Regions from separate parts of the Zea mays genome. Here region 1 is linked to region 2. A link is a contact called in public Hi-C data. All regions are on one chromosome and are shown on one strand. The core of a region is the stretch at or near the end of the contact, and the rest is flanking DNA. Distances in the headings are between cores, read along the strand shown.

Evidence for each region. A called contact is a pair of places that touch in the nucleus more often than the background predicts.
Region 1: a Hi-C map of tassel shows a contact between it and region 2, with 2.6 times the contacts expected there. The contact joins the promoter of LOC100285295 here to the enhancer-like site in region 2. A contact is called at or near these places in 5 of 25 Hi-C or Micro-C datasets (bundle sheath, ear, leaf and 1 more).

Annotation. Positions count from the first base shown.
Region 1 is chr5:16,514,761-16,519,974 of Zm-B73-REFERENCE-NAM-5.0, forward strand. LOC100285295 (nicotianamine synthase 3) reads right to left here and starts at 3,940. Exons shown (of 1, transcript NM_001321408.1): 1 at 2,509-3,940. The coding sequence starts at 3,585. The coding sequence ends at 2,515. LOC100274537 reads right to left here. Exons shown (of 5, transcript NM_001148893.1): 5 at 5,090-5,214.
Region 2 is chr5:16,450,788-16,456,051 of Zm-B73-REFERENCE-NAM-5.0, forward strand. No RefSeq gene overlaps it. Among protein-coding and RNA genes, the nearest start is that of LOC100193927, 31 kb to the left of the region's middle. Within about 2 kb of position 1,759, at least 16 of the 20 cell types and tissues checked have an H3K27ac peak or open chromatin away from gene starts, as enhancers often do. A contact at or near this core is called in ear and tassel, where this site is marked.

The DNA of each region.
Region 1 (5,214 bases), core at 2,690-5,189, 66 kb after region 2:
TGATCACATCGAGTTAGTTGCTTTTGGTTCGTCCAGCTCCACCAAAAGGCAGGGGGGCATATGTTTGAACCAAAAAAGAGCTGGCGGACGGTCCGGCCCTGAGGCCGGACGGTCCGCGCGTGCGCAGAACAGATTAGGGTTCTGAGTTTTGTGCTACGGTTGTTAGCTATATTCGCGGAATTAGCTCGGAATCAGTTGTGTAAAGGGTCCAGCCCCCTCCTCTATAAATAGAGAGGTCTACGGCCGATTTGTAATCATCATCAATCGAATCAATACAACTTCTATTTCGCATTTTATTCTAGGAGTAGTTCTAGTCTAGTTTAGGTTTAGCCTCTCGATCCCCAAATTCTCCGCCTCTCTTCGACTCTACGCCGATTGGAGGAGTCTAGGTCGGCCTGCCCGAGCCTAGACAACCCCTAGGATCTCTCCTCCCCGACGTGGTCCCTCCCGGGAGCGAGATGCAGGCCGCCGCCGGCGACTTCCGCCGCCCCTGCACACGCGCGGACCGCCCGGCCCTAGGGCGCGGACCGTCCGGCCGTCAGGCAGGGAACCCGAACTCCTGCACCAGGTCGCGGACCGTCCGGCCCCAGGCCGCGGACCATCCACGCTTGACCAGAGAGCGCCGCCGCCTCACGCCAGGTCGCGGACCGTCCGGCCCCAGGCTGCGGACCGTCCGCGCCTGACCAGAGAGCACCGCCGCCGGTTCTTCTTGAGTATTTGGCGCTCCGAAAAAGCGTCAACACTAGTGTACGAAATGCCCCCACCACCCCAAAAAAAACATAATACATTCACGCTCCTCTCACGAACCTGGGGCCCGATTGGATTCCACTTGTTAAACTTTAGCACCTCTTGTGCTACTGGATGCTAAATTTTAGCACTTTATTTCTAATACCTTTTAGTACCTTTTAACATTTATGTTTGGATTTCTAGGTGCTAAAGTTTACTGGGGCTTGTTTGGTTCGCTGCCTAATTATCACATTTTGCTAATTTTTGTGCCTAATGTTAGTTCTTCAATCCGAACAATTAATTTTAGACAAAGTATAACATAGTTAGCCACAAACCAAACAGGCCCTAGGTGTAGCACTAAACTTTAGCACCATAAATTCTAACGAGCCCTTAGTTGTAAGAACATTGATTGTCTTATGTCCTTGTGGCAGCTTAAGTATTTAAAAATTGTATTTATGTCGTTTGTTAATCGTCGGTTCGCAGACGTTACAGGCACATTTTATGTCGAATGGCTGGTACCCAATACCATTTTCGTTTTTTGGCTTTCTAAAAATTCCAATTTTATTTGACTTACGTAGGTAGAAAAATTATGTAAAAAGCGAAAGTAGTTAGAGACTTCTCCTAAGGCCAACTCTAGCCGTTTACGTAAAGTTCATACATAAACACAGTTTTGCACTGTAAATTGTATTGTTCGTACAGTAGAATTTGAATATACGTATAATTATAAATAAGATGCTGGAGATATTTTAAAATACCGATTCTGTCTAGCCAATTTTCCGTAGCCCCTGCTGTCCATGTCGTGCAGCGTAAAATGGCCGGCACACATCTCTATGTACTGTAGTCCGATCGTTTGGCTATGTATACTGCCGAGAGCATCGATCCTCTGTACCGGTCTCCATACGATTCGTTCTTGCCTTCTTTGTCCTAATAACTCGCCGCATCATCATTAGCTTTGTTCATTCTAATTCTATATAAATTAAAGTGTATTAGAAATTTAGAATGGATTGAGATAAATTTTAACTTCTATGAATTTAAACCGACTTAATATCAGCTAATGCACATGGATTAAAGGTGAAATAAACGAACCCTTAACTAGAAATTGCATGCTAGTACTTGATCATCAGAATCATTTGCCGGATGCCGGACAAAAACCTTTATGCATATATATCGCGTCAAAACAGCCAACGGATCGGTCGGGGTGGCATATATTTATGCATGTATTACTTGCTAATAACACTCCCAAACTGACAAAACAAGCATTGCGAGTGATTACTTGTTAACCACTCCTTCATCACTCACACACACACGTAACATTAGGGCATGTACAGTGGTGTTTAATGTGGAGGCTCTTAAGGTGTTTAAGGGGGTTATTTGTAAAAAAAATTTAGAGCCGTCTCTCCGTGAAGAGACGTCTCTGGCTCGTAAACCAAGTAGCAACAAACGTCTCACTTCCCATTGTACGAATTTGTCGTCTATTCTATCGATCTGATGCTATACAAATACATTTAATTCTGTATTTATTAATAGACTACGTTTATAGACACTTCATTGTACAATAAAGTCTCTTAGTTGTCTCCTGTGCTTGGAGAACCGTTTTGGTGTCTCTCTACTGTACATGCCCTTAGCTAGCGGATATAAATTAGGCGCACCCTGTGCGGATTATTACCATATCCATGCGGTGTGGGCACATAGACGTAGTAGGGGATTACTATTTACTAGATCGATCAGATAGATGTAAAACTGGCATCCATGCTTGTTGCTTGTGGTGTGTGCCGTGTGCCTGCCTGCCTAGGACGGCAGCTGCTCCATGGCCACCTCCTCCATCTTCTGGTGCGTCCGGGCCTCCATCTCGCAGCAGAGGCAGCAGGGCCGGCTGAGCACGGCGCCGTGCCCGTGGGCGTGCGCGTGCGCGTGCCCCACTCCGGCGACGGGGACGGGCTTACGCGCGACGATGACGGAGTTGATCACCTCCCCCTCCGGGTGGTGCACGGCGAGCACGTCGAAGCCGCCGCGGCGGATCTCGTCTGGGTCGACGACGGGGTACAGGAAGGCGCGCGCGCCGTGCGCGCTGCGCACCACCAGCGCGGCGCCGGGCGCCATGTGCCTCCCGAGGTGCTCCACCACGCGCGCCTTCTCCTCGGCCGCCACGCCCACGAGCGCCGCCAGGAAGACGACGTCGTAGGTGGCCAGGCCCCGCGTGACGTGGGCCACGTCGGAGGTGCGGAACGCCATGCGCGCGGCGAGCGCGGCGTCGGCGCGCACGAGGCGGCGCGCCCGGCCGTTGGCCTCCGCGCAGATGTCGTAGTTGTCGAAGGCGGCGGCGGGGAGGTGGCGCGCGGCGAGCACGAGGGAGCTGAGCGGGAGCGGGCCGGACCCCACGAAGGCGACGCGGGCGGGCGGCGGGCCCGGGACGTGGCGCGCCAGCAGGCCGTGCTCCAGCTCGCCCAGCAGCAGGTAGTTGCCGAAGTAGGGGAAGAGCGGCAGGTGGTCCAGCGGGCTGTCCAAGGCCGCCAGCAGGTCCGAGTAGTGCGCCTCCAGCTGGGCCTCGGCGTCGGCGCAGCGGCGGATGAGGCCCGCGCGCATGCGCTGCAGCTCCGGGCCCAGGCGTTCCACGTCCACGGTGCTGCGCGGGATGCAGGCCGTGACGAGGTCCGTGAACAGCGCGTTCACCTCCGGCGACGGGCTCAGCGACGGCAGCTTCGCGATGGCGGCGGCCAGGCCGGAGATCTTGCGCACCAGCGCGGCCTCCGCCTCATTCTCCAGCGGCAGCACCTCGACGGCTCCTACTTCATGTACGTCTTCCATCTCCATCTGCTGCTGCTGCTTCTCATCGTCATCGTGCTTGCCCATGACGACCATGAACGCGTGGTGTGTGATCACAGTCGGTCACAGCGCTTGCTGCTTCGCTTTGGAGTGGGCGAGGTATACTAGCTACACTGTGTAGTGTATATATATATACTACCCGTGTCCGTGTGTGTGCCCGCCACGAGCCTCTGCTTATTTTTTTCTCTCCACACACGCAACGAAAGGCAGTCGCGATCGCGAGAAAACGCGTACAACTTGGCGAGTGCAGATCCGTTTCATTTGTATCGTGGCTGGAATGGAGCAGTAGCTATATATACGACGATGGGTACCCCCATAACAATAATTCAACTTCCATGCATATGTCGTGTCGTTGCCTTATCTTTCTTTACTCGATGAATACTATTCCCCCCAAGAATATGTTATATATCTTTCTCCGCTTTACGCTAGCCCCAAGAGGAATACATAGACGTCGTCCCGCGCAAGCCGAATAGTTGGTTATGTGCGCCTGCGTCGTCTGCATCCTTTCATCGAAAAGCAGGTTCCATTTGAGATGCTGCTGCCGCCTGTTGCATTGGCCAAGGATGAATCGGGTCCGTGGAGCCACAACGGCCACCACCAAAAGCCTCCTGGCCGGGTATCACCAGAATGTATGGTTGCTTGCCTTGCCTGCCCATTTCTGCTGTTCAGGCTTTTTTTTCTTCTCTAGCTGTACACGCAAACCGCGAGAAAGCAGCCGGAGATACGTAGTAGACGATGCTGCTATATACTTCAGAAAGCTCCAATTAACCAAGGAGCATGCATTGATCTTGCAGGAACAAGGCAGGCACAGTAACAGATTTGATATATGGAACCAAGGAATCGTATATATATCGAACAAATTAAACTAAAGCTAGATCGATCTCATTCAGGAGGGATGCAGGACGCAGCTGCAACTGTATGCAAGCGTACGTACTAAGCTAGCTAGCTGGTATCGCATATCCTTGTGCCACTTACTGGCATCGTATCGGTACGTACGTAGTTTTAACTGAATCAGGCTCCTGCAAAGACCATATCGTTTGCCAATCACTTGCTCTTAAGGTTTTTATCTTAAGGTTTTTATCTTAAGCGTACGTAGTTATGACAAGATGATTTTTATCTTAAGGTTTGATGGTTTGCCAATCACTTGCTCTTTGTTGAGGCAAAGCCAAGATTGATGCTGATCCTCTTTTTAATGATGATTTGCAAGCCTACTCTCTGTTAAAAGGAGGGACCGTACAGGAGCTCTAGCACTTGATGTGGTTCAGATGAACCACTTGACACTTTTCACATTTCAGTTCTACTAGAGTCGCTCTTCTCAAAAGTGACCTCCCGTGGGATGGGCACAACAACCCTCATAATTCGATCTAATTTTGAAGCACCACTCGTGCGTGTTACCACGGAGTCCACAAGTTCTAATATAATTGGCAAAATAGATTAGAATGGGCTTCAAGCCTGCGGTTGTCTATACTTGTGAGAGAGCAAAAAATAATTGCATTAAAAAACAAGGTTTCCCCTGAAGCAGATCTCCCAAATCTTTCCTGTTATCCTGTCCCAATGCAAGGTTGCTGATTGCTCTGTTCAATCACAGCATTATCAAATTGAAATGCACAAAATCAATTAAGCTTGCTGGTGACTCGTTCAATCTTTCTGCAAATTTTATCATTA
Region 2 (5,264 bases), core at 509-3,008:
TAGTCACACATAACACACTATACTATACCATTTTATCAGTACCATTTTATTTAAAAATGTGACCAACTATAAAGTTGCATAACTTTTTGATATCTACAAATTCTATTTTAATAGTTTCTACATCCGAGACCGTTTACAAAATTTGAATTTTAAATTTGAAAACTTCACACGATTTTTCAATGATAAGATGATTTCAAATAAAAAAGTTGACAGTTACAAAGTTTCATAACATTTCAAGACCTACAACTTTTATTTTGGTGGTTTTTCCATCCGAGGTAGTTTTAAAATTTTAAAATTCAAAATTCAAACATAGTTTTGCATGGCAAGATGATTTCAAACCAAAACATTATCAACTACAAAGTTTTATAACTCTTCAATACCTACAACTTTCATGTTGGTGGTTTTTTATTTCGAGGTTGTTTTCAAAATTCAAATTTTAAATTTTTTAAATTCAGGCATAGTTTTCGTTTACAATATGACTTCAAATGAAAAAGTTGTCAACTACAAACTTGTATAACTTTTCAAGATCTACAAAGTTTATTTTGGTTGTTTGATCATTTGTTCATCTCACATGATAGTTCTAACAATATGCACAAATTCTATACATATCTCTCGTAGTTTCATAAACTACGAAAGAGATATAAGTTTTATGAACAAATTTATTTTTAGTTTATCATATGAAGAAATGTTCAAAATATAAAATGTACATCATGATGAGTTATACAAATTTGTAGTTGAAAACTTTTTCATTTGAATTAATTTACTGCTTTAAAATGTGATTTTTAAAATGTGTATGCAGTTGGCTTGATGTGAGACAATAAGCTAAACCCACGGGTTTTCCATGGGTTTCCACCCAGTTACGGGTTGGTTTGGGATCAATAATGTTATTGGATGGGTTGGGTTTAACTTCACTCTAGTATTTTTGGTTGGGTGTGGGATGGATATCAAAGTAATTAGATTTGGGTATGGGTGGGAGTGGATTGGATTTTTTTGCCATTAGCAGGCCTAGTTTCAGTGCATCGAGTGGTCCTAGCTTGTAGCCCGGATCAATCCAGACATGATGCGTGCGAATTTGGATTTTATTGCAATTTTTCATCATGATGCATGCATGTTTTTTTTTTTTGGTCGACCGCGTGCATTCACTGTTGAGGCGTACGGCCTTTGCATATACTACTGGGAAACAGCAATACAGACATAAAGGCAGGCATTCATGGGCTTAATTAGCCTGCAAGTATCATTTGAGTTAAGTATTAGAGCATGTACAGTGGTATTTAATGTGGCGTCTCTTAAGGTGTTTTAGGGGTTATTTGCAAAATAATCTTAGAGCCGTCTCTCCGTGAAGAGACACCTCTGGCTCGTAAACCAAGTAACAACAGACGCCTCACTTCCCACTGTATGAATTTGTCGTCTGTTCTATCGATCTGATGCTATACAAATACATTTAATTCTGTATTTATTAATAGACTACGTTTATAGACACTCCATTGTACAATAGAGTCTCTTAGTTGTCTCCTGTGCTTGTAGAATTGTTTTGCCTTATATATATACGGCGACTCACACAAGGAACAAAATTAACGGCATGCGTAGCCTGCAAGCAGTTAAATTAATCCGACCGATCAAATCGACCGTCGAAGCAAGCAGTGGGTTACGAGGCGAGCATGCGAGAGCTGCATGCCGCAGCGCAGCAGTAGCACATGAAGCGGGCCGGAGAGTGGTTTGTTATAGTGCTCGTGTACGTACGTGTCAGAGTGTTGTTTACGTTACGCCAGCGCGCGCGCGCCATCATGCACGCATGCATGCCGCGTGACAGTTTGTGAGCTTGAGGCCGTCTGATCTGCTGATCCACGTAAAAATAATGCTCATCGCGTACGGGCACTAATTAGTCCACTGTGCTGTAGTGGGCTGTATGAGGCTAAGATTACTGGACCGGTCCGGTTAAAAATACTTTCTTACACTATAAATTATACTATATTTTTTTTCATGTAGTGATCGAAGATTAAAATAGAAGGCGACAACAGAAAGACATGTGACCTCAACCTAAATACTCCAGTAGAGTCAATTCCTTTAACCTGTGCACTACTGCATCCCTAAATCATAAACCCTAAACCTCAAAAATAAGATTTCTGTACTTGCACAGATTGCGAGCTCCGCAGTCTCGCACGACGCCGGGGACGATCTGAAGAACACTCGAACGTTGCGAGGAGCTAGCGACACGGACTCGCGTACGTGCCCTGAGGATCGGAGTGGGGCCGCCGTGCTGACGTTGCAAAGGAAGTGGAGGAGCACCGCTGCAGTGGCAGCTAGCCGCCACCGACCACACTGCGACTGCTGCCGGCTGGGTGAACAATTTTCTTTTTTATTGATTGACACCACACCACCGCCGAGCAGCAATGCGACCGTTTGCGTGCGTTTGGATTTGGTGATCGGCGGCCACGCATGCAATCACATGCAGGCTGTTGAGGGACATCCCTGCAACTGCAAGGCTGCAACCGAGCTATGCTCGATAAATACCTCTGATTATATACACTGTTCACAAGAGATAAAAGAGACTTAGGGTGTATTTGGTTTGGCTTTTGGCTTTAGCTTTTGCCCCCTAAAAGCCAAAAGCCAACCAAAGGGCTGGATCCAGGAAGCAGCTTTTTCTAAAAGCCGACTTTCTCGTAGTGCAAAACTGAAAGCACCCCTAGACCTGCTTTTAGTGGCTTTTGAATGGAACTGTGAAAACATATATCGAAGAACTTTTAACGACTTTTAGTGGTTTCCACCAAACGATTTTTAGCTTTTTAACAGCACACAGCCTACAGCAGCTTTTTCCACAGCTCACAGCCCACAGCAACTTTTTCCACAGCCACAGCCCAACCAAACAGACCCTTATCCAAATTTACCTTGCGTCGTTTTTTTTTCACCAACAGCTAATTCTTGGCTAAGTTGAGTTTTGTTACCAGCTATACGCTAATAAATTTGGGCTTTTGGCTACCAAATAAGTGATATTTTGGGGTTGTTTGAAATGAACTGCTGTGGACTTTTAATAAAAAAACATCTCTTGTTCATGTTAGGTTTGAACGTTTAAAAATGATGCGTATACGAGTAGACCTGTGTTGAAACATAGTTTCATTAAGAAAAATGCGTTTGTTATGTTAGCACAAATAATAATATGAGGATTCCTAGCCAGAGATAGGGGGGTCAGGGTGTGTGATTACTTGTAGCTGCAGCGGGCAGCGATATTATAACTTATTATATCGAGTTTAGACAACCTCGAAACATCATAATGAAAAAATAGACCTTTTTTGCTTGCTTGCTGTTGGCGTCGATCTATACGTACATCACCGGGAGATGAGTCGCCTGGCTGTGCTATCTGCGACTTGGGCATAGGAGCGGCTCCTCTGCGTACGTCCGGATGGTCCACACCTGAGGCTCAAACGGTCTGCGATGGCACAAAGATTCGTCTTCTTCACGGCAGACCCAGATCTCACCTCTCGGGAGAGACCCCATCGGGGAAGACAGATCCTAGGGTGTTTCTTGGTGTCAGCAGGACACCCAAGACGTCTCTAGTCGACATAGAACCAGAGAGGTGAAGATTTGAGGTAGAGGGAGGGTAGACTAGGGCTAAACTAGATCTACTCCTAATGCATAAGATAAAAATGATAAGTATAGTTGATTGTATCGATTGTGGGTGGTTCAATCGGCCGTAACCCTTCATCTATATATAGCGAGGAGGTCTAGACCCGTTACAAGTTGGTTCCTGAGTTAATCCCACAGATTTTGCTAACAAATCCCGCTACAAATCCAGAACTCTAATTGATTCTGTGCACGCGCTGACCGTCCGCGCCACCACCGTGGACCGTCCGGACCGTCCGACCTAAAGGGTCGGACCGTCCATCTATCCATTTCTGGGTTCAACATATGCCCTATCTTTTGGTGGATGTTGACGAATAAAAAACATATGTACTACCAGCACTCTTCGAAAAACATTAGATCTCACAAGTCATCTTGTTCCTGAAGTCGCAGACAAAGAACTAAGTCTGATGCAAATCATGGGCTTTTAATCTGATAGGGTGATCGTTCAGTGGAGCTCTAATGAATAAATGCCGTTTTGGATTGCATCTTTCTCAACCATTACCATCCATCAATAAGTCAAAAGGTATAGATTGGAGGTGCCCCTAGCCTGGATAGGCAAAGGGACTATGCATGTACCATGTGTTCATTGTCGTACCATTCCACATTTGAACAAGACAATATATCAACGATGAGTAGGCGGATGGAAGATATCCTAGCATCACTGGATGAATAGGTGGTGCTTGTTGCGTCGCCTTTTCAGACCGTTTTGTTTTAGCAGGTGGTCGGGGTTTCTTTGTTGGTCGATCGTGTAGAACGACCTTCTTGCTAGCGTATTTGGAGAGCAATTGATCAAAAAAGGGTCAGCTTTGGCCAGTCGACCGTGTGTGTTATATGTGCTTTGCTTCTGCATCTCATTTCTCGCTTTCTGTGGAGATTGACGCATTTAGCCATGAGCGGATTGTCCAGCTGAGTCAGCTGGACCGTCTATTCAAGCACCAGACCATCCACACGCAGGTGCCGGACCATCTGTGATGCTCAAGTCAGGGAGCTTTGCCCGACTGCTTGATTGAGTCTGCCCTGCGGCACCTCCAGACTTGTTAATTTTCCTATCCAGAGCTTTCATAGCAATCCCTCCTTGTGATATATTAAAAGTTGCCTAGAGGGGGGTGAATAGGCAAGTTAAGGGCATGTTTGGTTTGTGGCTAAATGTGCCACACTTTGCCTAAGTTTAGTCGTTCGAATTGAATAACTAACCTTAGGCAGAAAAGTTAGGCAAAATATGGCAATTGAGGTAACGAACCAAACATGCCCTAAAACTTTTTCAACAAAAACTAGAAGCAAACTGGGTAAAACTGAATTGATCTCGAAATTCACCCAGTTAACTTTGGAAATGAGATGTTCTAAATGATCCACAGGGTTCAAAGTAGTAGATCTGAGAAGGGCACTTCTCAAAATCCACACACCAGAAAGATATAAACAAATCTTCCACGCAATGGTGAGAGAACGAAGAATACAGACAAACACAATGAGCAAGAACACAAGAGACACAAGATTTATCCCGAGGTTCGGTCACACCACCAAGGTGCCCTACTTCCTCGTTGAGGCGCCCACAAAGAGCCGAGTCTCTTTCAACCCTAATCCTCCCTTTGCCGACCACAAAGGTCAAGCCCACACAATAATCTTTGCTCAAACGAGCGGGTAATACA